Linked DNA regions of Mus musculus: region 1 is linked to region 2. The links are chromatin contacts, called in public HiChIP or PLAC-seq maps. All regions are on one chromosome and are shown on one strand. The core of a region is the stretch at or near the end of the contact, and the rest is flanking DNA. Distances in the headings are between cores, read along the strand shown. Region 1 overlaps Skap1 (src family associated phosphoprotein 1). Region 2 holds the start of Hoxb7 (homeobox B7).

Region 1 (4,310 bases), core at 1,058-3,557, 430 kb after region 2:
CCATGTAGACAAGCCACTAATCGTCATTTGGGAAAGATTCAGAAAGCTGCTTAGCTAAGTGTCCTCTCCCCACTTCACCCCTTTTATCTGCAAAGGTAATCCTGCATAGTAATCGTCATGTCATTGAGATCCAAGTCCTTCCTCTCCTGTTTTCCCTTTCTGTTAAAAAGTTGAGTTTTAAACTCATCTAGGTGGCTGTCAGGGACACTGGACATTAAAAATAAATGGTCGTTTCCCAAGCCACAATAAAATGTACCTTGCCTTGGGAATGGCAAGAGCCCTGCCTGAAGAGGTTAAAGGCTGTTCTTAGAGTACCCTCTGCTGGCCAGCCAGAAGGCCTGGTGCAGCAGCCACAATGGCCCAGGAAGCCTTCCCCTGAGAGTGACCAAACAGGTAGATTTGGCCTAAGAGGACCTTCATACACCATCATACGAGCCTCAGTAAGATGCAAGAACACCAACTCCGTACGTGGCCCATGTCTCAAGGAGAAACACAATCCACCTAAAAACACCAAGCTTTCTCATCACGGTTTATTATTCTGCCGTAAGATTTTATGGTGGATAAAAAAGAAGAAAGCGCCCCAGCCTTAATTACAAGAATTGCCTCTTTTCCTCAGTTATACCTCTGCTATCACAAAAACAAACTACTGCGTGCACCAGCAGCATCCCATATAATAGGCTGGAGCTAGGCAGACACGGGCGTTGATGGTGAGGCTACAGGGTACACTCTCATCTAGGTGCCTAGGATTTATGCGTGTAATATACCCCTAAGTGTATAAACCTCAATAAAACTCAAAGCAGCTTTATTGAGCTGTACCCTGTGGTACTTTCAGAATCTCACATTGAAGAAATTATTCATTCCATTTTATTTTAAAACAAACAAAATAATAACATATGGTTTCAGCCGCAAATGTGCCTTTGATCCTTTCCTCCTATGAAGTCGCCGGAATTCAGATGAAATTTGTTGGGAAATCTTTATTAAAAGCCTAATCAAGCCAAGCAGTTTTATTGTGCTTCGAAATGAACCGTTCCTGTCTCTCCATCCTTCCTGTCCCCAGAGTATGCTCAGTGTGCTCGCTGGGTCCTGCAGCGGCCCCTCGGTGGTGGGGTGGGGGTGGGGGTGGGGGTTCCGGGAGCACACTGAAGGCAGAGAACAAGCTTCCCATCCCCCTATCAGAATTGAAACCAATCTTTCTCCCCGCCCTGGTGCTCACCAGTGCGGTAATGGCTGAACACCCCCTCCTCAGTGACCCACTTTGAGGTCATCCAGGCCGCAAAAGGACATGGTAACTGTGCTGTTTGGCCATTCCGTCTGGTCACACCACGGTTGTGTTTTCCCGTGCCCCCATTTCTTTTCTTCTGCTGCTTTTCCTCATTTGTTTTTCTTCCCTCTCCACGAACAAATTTGTCTGAATTCCACAGTGAGACCACCGGGAAATGAACGTCTGAGAGCTCAGACTCCGCCATATTGCCTGGGCTCTGTCACCCTGGCCAACTTGGAGCCATCGCTCACCGATCCGGTTTTCTGCTTGGCGAGCAGAGCATAGGACACAGGCAATGCCTCGCCTGGCCTATTTTCTTCCTTTCACCTTGCGTTTCCGTTCCCATACCCATACTTTTCTGGGCTGCTTCATCCTGACCACGTTTTATTGCCAGGGAGGATTTATGTTGGTGGGTTAAACCTGATGCAGTGACGGGCTGGCCTTTTCTGTAGATTTCCTGCCACTGAGGCCCGCATTAGAAATAACAGCCCTTAACCTAGTGTTTCATTTTCTCCTGACATGTTTTATTCTCATCCCTCCTCCTCTCTCACCTCCTCCTTTCCTATACTTCTTTTTTTTTCTATCTTTATTCATTCTTATCTTTGCTCCCGCTGCAGATCTTAGCTCCTTAACCATTCCCTTCGAAGAGGAGGAGGAGGAAGAGGAGGAAGAAGAGAAAGAAGAGGAAGAAATGTACAATGACGTCGATGGCTTTGACTCCCCAAGGTCTGGCTCCCAGTGCAGAGCCATGGCCTTGCCTGAGCCTACTGAGAAAGAGGAGGACATTTATGAAGTCCTACCAGGTAAGATACATCACCGGCTAACTACCCACCTCCTGCTGCTCAGAAAAACAACAACAAAAACAAAAAACTCTTGACATGCGAAAGAACGAAACAGCCCCCAAAGTTATCCCTATTCAAGGTTCACTGTCTGAAGGAGATGGTGTAAAAAGCCCGGTGACTCTGCCTTGTTCTGGGAACAAGATGAAATCCTCTTTCAGCGGTACCACGTGACGTGACGTCACTTGTTCTTGAGCCATGAAGGTTAAAGGCTAGAGACCACTCCCTCTGTTTCTCATTGGCTAGCTGTGAGTTTGGGGGTGCGTTCTCATAACTCTCTAGCCCTGGCTTACTTTCTGTAGAATCTGGAGAAGGATAAAGCATTGTCTCAAAGGTACGGAGGATTTCCAAAGTCTGGATTGTGCAGATGCCAACAATGGTCTTGATACAGTAAAACTCTGATAGAACACACCTCATCATCGCCCAGAGTCAAATCTCATCTCCTCAGAGTAAGCCTACCCTGCCTCGCCTCTCCCCGTGCTGGGGCCGGTTGACTCTGGAGCCCTCCCCTTCACAAGGCAGGCTCACTAGCATCTCAGAAAACGCACAGTCATCACTGTTCCCGCAGAGCCACTTCTGGTGGGAATCCAGCAGCTGGTGAACAGTACAGAACACAGTGGGGGTCAGACTGGAAAGCCGGAGCCTGAGCCTTTTAATTGTGAGGTATTTAGACAATGGGAAAGCTGAATCTTCAAGTCCATTCAGGAAGCGCTCCTGTGGAAATTTGCCAGGAGTTTAGTACTCTGCTAAGAAATTCAAATTAAGCCAAAATTTATAGCAATTTAAGCCTGCATCCCAGATGAACCTGGAAACTAAGGTGAACCCAACACTTAGGCCCCAGAAGACAGGGCCCCTTGCTAAAAGCATTATCAGTAAATAATTGCATCTCAAGGCTTCCTAAGAGGAGGACCCAGCCTTCTTAAGTAGGTATTCCCTATTTGTCTCTTGCCTGAGAGACAAGCGACGTCATTGCTCTCTGAGTCAAGTTGCAAGTCTGTGTGTCCTCAAAGCCCCACCAAGAAGTGTTCAATCCTCCTCAGTCCTCCAGCCTCTGCCAGACTCCACTTCCCCTGGCGGCGGCGGCGGTGGTGGTGGTTGTTGTTGTTGTTGTTGTTGTTGTGTTTTATTATGCAAATGATATCTTGGTTGAGGTCGAGCCATTTCTTGTGTCTGAAGTTAAAAAAAAAATGATAATTTCCTCAGCAAGTCATCGTCGTTAATGAAGTTTTACAAAAACAGATACAACCAAAGGAAAATAAAATTTCACAGGTGATAAATTTTTCCAATTTCCCTGGCAGAATTCGATAGGATTGTTAAATTAAGAGTGAAGGTGTCTGTTAGGAAGCAACGAGCGGTGATGGGTAATTTTATAGAGTGGAAAATTGAATCAAATTGCTACATTAAAACAGAGCTCCTCCGAGAATCTTCCTCCACAGCCTGTGCCATTGCAACAGCAGGGTGCAGAAAGCGATCTAATTCACCACACTCCCTAAAAGGAGATGCTCTCCCCAGCTTGGCCAGGATCTTCCTAGAGAGCTCACGCCAGCCCAGGTTCGGGGAAAGAGCCGGATGAGGCTTCACCTGAGGTTCCAACGATCTCCAAGCCACTCTGCCTTCTGGGCTGCAGAGAAAAGCTATGTGATGCCCAAAGAAGCCAGGGAGGATGAAACTGATGCTGGGGGGGGGGGGGGGAGTGAAGGAGAGAGACCGCAGGAAACAGGATGGGATTCCTTACTCTGGGTCAGAAGGAAGGACTGTACCACCAGCTTCTGAGTGACCAAGTTCATCCTGCCTCCTAAACACTGCTGACAAACAAGCTGAGGTCCCTAAAATGCCTCCAAACCTCCCACTGCTTATATACAAGAGTGGAGCCGGGGGCTGGTGAGATGGCTCAGTGGGTAAGAGCACCCGACTGTTCTTCCGAAGGTCCGGAGTTCAAATCCCAGCAACCACATGGTGGCTCACAACCATCCGTAACGAGATCTGGTGCCCTCTTCTGGAGTGTCTGAAGACAGCTACAGTGTATTTACATATAATAAATAAATAAATCTTAAAAAAAAAAAAAGGAAAAAAAAAAAAAAAAAAAAAAAAGAGTGGAGCCAACGGCATGGAGCTTAGTCAGCCTCCTCAAGCAGCCACTAACCCTGTGCCCACAACTCCAGTCCACGGAAATTGAGGGAACCACACTATAGAAAAGGTGGGATCTCTTT
Region 2 (4,023 bases), core at 144-2,643:
TATACTTTGTTCTGTTGTCTGCGCCTGAAAAGGGCGGAAGAGTTACAATAAAGTTTACAAGCGAGAACCCGAGACTGGCCCGGGCCGCCGCTCCTCATTCGCTCCTAGGCGCCTTGCAGGGCTGGGGGTGGGGGGGAGCTGGTCAGCAGGCTCCTGGGCTGGCCTAGGCTAGGTCGCTGAGAGGAGGGGGCGGGGGCGGGGGCTGGAAGCAGGTGGTGCGAGTCCCTGGGCCCAGGGGCGCAGGGGGTGAGGGAGGCGGCTGAACGTGATTGGAGGAGAGAGGATCGAGGGAGGGGAGCCAAGAGAAACCCCCTCCCCTTGCATTCTGAGGCTGAAGGACCAGGGAGACTCCAGCGCCCAGGCCGCTCTTGGGAAGAGATCTACCCAGGCTGGTGGCTAGTGTCCCCCGCCGCTTTTCTCTTTGTTTCCGTGTGTGTGTGTGTGTGTGTGTGTGTGTGTGTGTGTGTGTGTGTGTGTTTGGGGGGGGGGGTACGGGGGGGTGAGAAAGATGCAGCGCAAGACTTCTGAGTTTCTATTTCCATTTTTTCCTTGGACTCAGGTTGGGGAAACAGGAGCAGAGGGAAGCGGTTCCTCCCTACCTCCCCTCTCTGGGACGTCGTCACTTTCTCCCAGTTTCTAGGCCTCGGCTTGCCGCAGCCTTCCTTCCTTCGTTGCTTCTGCCTTCCTGGCAGCCACGCTCCAGTGAGTGAGGCATCCGCCTTCCGGAACCGGGAAAGCAGCGAGCCGGACCCAAGCCTCCTTCCTCCCTTCCTTTTTCTCCCAGCCCCCATTCCATTCTTTTTAAATTTTGTATATCTTTTTATTGTCATCAGAAATCTCAGCGTCCAACGCCTTATTGGGTTGGATCTCTGCCTTAGGGACGCCTTGGTCACATCTAGTTACTACAACTGGGGCACTAAGACAACCGGGAGGCCAGGCTCGCCTCCTCTTGGGAGAAGAGCAGCAGCTCGGATGAATTAACCCAAATTAATAAATATTCGGCCAGCACCCACCCACCAAGTTGCGAACATTCAATCCCTGCGTCTCTCTCGCTCTGTAACCGGCTGGGGGAAATGGGTGGGGGATGACAACACGGTTCCCTCAGAGGTTATTTATTTTCTCTTCCACTCAATTCCTTCTTCCCCAAATCTCGCCTGCAAGCTGCCTCCAGCCCGCGGGGGTCGACAGCGGCCCTTAAGCCCCCAGCCCCAATCCGCAGAGCTCGGCCTTCCCATTCATTATTGATCATATTTTATAAATCCAACGCCACACAATTTTTTCCACATTACTGGGAGCCTCCGGGAGGCCGTCATACCATTGGCCGAGGGGATATCACGTGGGCCGGGGTCACGTGGTCAGAAGAGGAAAAAGGGGGTCCTTTTGGTGTAAATCTGGACTCTAATTCTGTAATATATCAAGGAATCTCGTAAAACCGACACTAAAACGTCCCCGACTACAAATCATCCGGCCAAATTATGAGTTCATTGTATTATGCGAATGCTTTATTTTCTAAATATCCAGCCGCAAGTTCGGTTTTCGCTCCAGGAGCCTTCCCCGAACAAACTTCTTGCGCCTTTGCTTCCAACCCCCAGCGCCCGGGCTATGGAGCAGGTCCGGGCGCTCCTTTCTCCGCCTCGGTGCAGGGTCTGTACTCCGGCGGGGGGGCCATGGCGGGCCAGAGCGCGGCTGGCGTCTATGCGGCCGGCTACGGGCTCGAACCGAGTTCCTTCAACATGCACTGCGCGCCCTTTGAGCAGAACCTCTCCGGGGTGTGTCCGGGCGACCCCGCCAAGGCGGCTGGCGCCAAGGAGCAGAGGGACTCGGACTTGGCGGCCGAGAGTAACTTCCGGATCTACCCCTGGATGCGAAGCTCAGGTAAAGCCGCGCTCTGAGCGGTCCCGAGCCGCAGTGTCCGGGCCACGGTCCCCAGAAGGGCTCCCTTCCGGCCAGGGCACCCTTCTCTGTGTCCAGGTTATTCCCGGCTGCAGATCGGCCATTGCCACGCCGTTTAAGTCTGGGCTGGGACCACGCGCGCCACCCCCACTCCCAGTTTTGCTCAGTGCTCTCAGGCCCTAGCGGATCTCTTTTTGCCGACGCCACAGAGCTCAAAGCCCCCAGCCCGCCCCCAACCCTTCCTCCCGGCCTTTTAGCTTTAAATATTTATCAGCAGCGCCGGCACGGGCTGGAGACGAGGCCGTTTGTCTTGCCTAGAAAGGCTGGGGTTTGCAGAGAATAGCCATTAGGGTCTTTCTCTTCTCTCTCCCCCCTTCCCTGCCTGAGAGCTCAGTTCTGGGTGTGTCCCCCCAGCCCTAGCTTGGGCAAGATATGGAGGAGGGGGCCATGGCGCTAAGCGATTCTCCCCTCCCCCTTCCTTTCTAGCCAACCCCGCTCCCCCATTATTCCCATCAGGACAATTAGAGGTGGGCTCTAGAGGCCTGGTGGGATGGGGGAGAGGAAACAGAAGAGATGAGGACCCAGACAGGGACACAGAGTCAAAGAGTGGTGAAGGAGTTAGTCTGAGACCCAGAGCGATGAGTCTACTGACCCCCACCTCCTGATGGACTTAGAAGGCCCGTCAGCTCCCCAGGAGAGCATAGGTTGTTTGTTATTTTTTTTTTCCAGGTGTCTTTCCAAGGGCTCTGTGGGCCCCTGAGGAACAGCCAAGTTTGGTGGTATCACTCCAGAAAGATGACTCTCCTCTTGGGGAGGGCTAGGACTCTTCAGAACCAAATCAAGATTTAGGGAGTGCACGATGCTTTAAGAACCATAGGTTTTCTTCCCTCAGGTCTCCTTCACAGCTTCCTCGCACACCTTTTACATTTCCCCGAGGCAGGTGGGCTTGGGAGCCAACTCCAAGGCTCAGAAGACCCAACCGGGCCAGAGACTCCTATACTCATGGGCTTGGGGGCCACGAGGAAACCATTTCTTGACTATTGTTCTTCACGGTTCCTGTTACCTACCCTGTAATTGAACTGACCTTCCAGTTGGTTTATCAAAGTCCCTCCCCCCCCCCACCTCGTAAATATTTCAGCTTGGCTTATAGCTGACTTGAAATTAAGGTCCTTAGCCTCTCTCCCCTCTCCTGTCTCCTTCCCAAGAGGGCGGATACCAGCATCTCCCCAGTCTCCTTGGGGTTCTGAGCCTATGCTGGGAGTTCTCAGATACCCTTTTGCCCCACCATAGGAATCTTCACCTTGCTCTCTCTCGTAGACTCTGGTCATTCTTTTCTTCCTTGCAGTCCTGGAGGCCCAAATATTGCTTCAGACAAGTAGGTTTCATGTGCAGGAAGGCAGGCAGTAGTCAGACCTTGCTTGATACTTACTGGGAAGGAATCATCAGAGCCAAGTTCTGTCAGTCTACTAATGCCAAGGTCCAAGGAAATAATGTCCTTGTCTCTTCCCCATTCCACAACAAGTTTGGGTGGGGACTGGGCCTATGGCTCCTTTTATTTCTGTTCTTCTCAGACTAGGCCTGGAGCCCCACTCTAGGGACACTAATATGGTTTCCAGAGCCCTGTACCTCAAAGGCCACCTGAATGGGGAAAGGGTAGACTTGGTGCCCCTGACCTTAGAGAGTGACTGATGACAGAATTTGCTCTCTTTCTGTGTTAGCCCCTTTGGAATAGAGTCTCAGGGAGCCAGCAGCTGAGAACTACCTGGTTTTCAGAAGCTCCTGGCAGAGCAAAACCACCCTTCATGGATGACAGGACTACCTGGTGTGCTGGGGCTGGCCTGGGAACCCAGCACTTAGTACTTGGGGCTGAATCAGGAGGATGGCTGCTAGTGTGAAACCAGCCAGAGGCTCCATAGCATGACCCAGCTTGAAAAACAGAACAACTCTTATGGACACACACACACTCTCTCTCTCTCTCTCTCTCTCTCTCTCTCTCTCTCTCTCTCTCACACACACACACACACACACACACACACACAAAGAAAAGAAAATGTTTTCTGCACCTAGTAGTGAAAGGGGATTAATGTAGTTCCAGCAAGGTAACCACCTAGGAAGGGGGTCAGAATTCTG

Evidence for each region. HiChIP or PLAC-seq counts read pairs in DNA pulled down with a chosen protein or histone mark.
Region 1: an H3K4me3 HiChIP or PLAC-seq map of stem cell-derived neural progenitor cells shows a contact between it and region 2, with 42 read pairs. The contact joins the enhancer-like site here to the promoter of Hoxb7 in region 2. A contact is called at or near these places in 21 of 39 promoter capture datasets (3T3-L1-derived adipocytes, the C10 cell line, the HPC-7 cell line and 13 more), 6 of 484 Hi-C or Micro-C datasets (the AML12 cell line, embryonic fibroblasts, embryonic stem cells and 3 more), 13 of 115 datasets of contacts at active chromatin or transcription factors (craniofacial prominence, embryonic basal ganglia, embryonic forebrain and 7 more) and 5 of 9 other capture datasets (adipose tissue, embryonic trunk, liver and 2 more).

Annotation. Positions count from the first base shown.
Region 1 is chr11:96,711,139-96,715,448 of GRCm38.p6, forward strand. It overlaps Skap1 (src family associated phosphoprotein 1), which reads left to right. Exons shown (of 12, transcript NM_001177899.1): 9 at 1,879-2,064. Among named protein-coding and RNA genes, the nearest start is that of Snx11, 64 kb to the right of the region's middle. Within about 2 kb of position 2,308, at least 21 of the 459 cell types and tissues checked have an H3K27ac peak or open chromatin away from gene starts, as enhancers often do. A contact at or near this core is called in embryonic stem cells and stem cell-derived neural progenitor cells, where this site is marked.
Region 2 is chr11:96,285,253-96,289,275 of GRCm38.p6, forward strand. Hoxb7 (homeobox B7) reads left to right here and starts at 1,394. Exons shown (of 2, transcript NM_010460.2): 1 at 1,394-1,875. The coding sequence starts at 1,476. It overlaps Hoxb8 (homeobox B8), which reads left to right. Exons shown (of 2, transcript NM_010461.2): 2 at 1-73.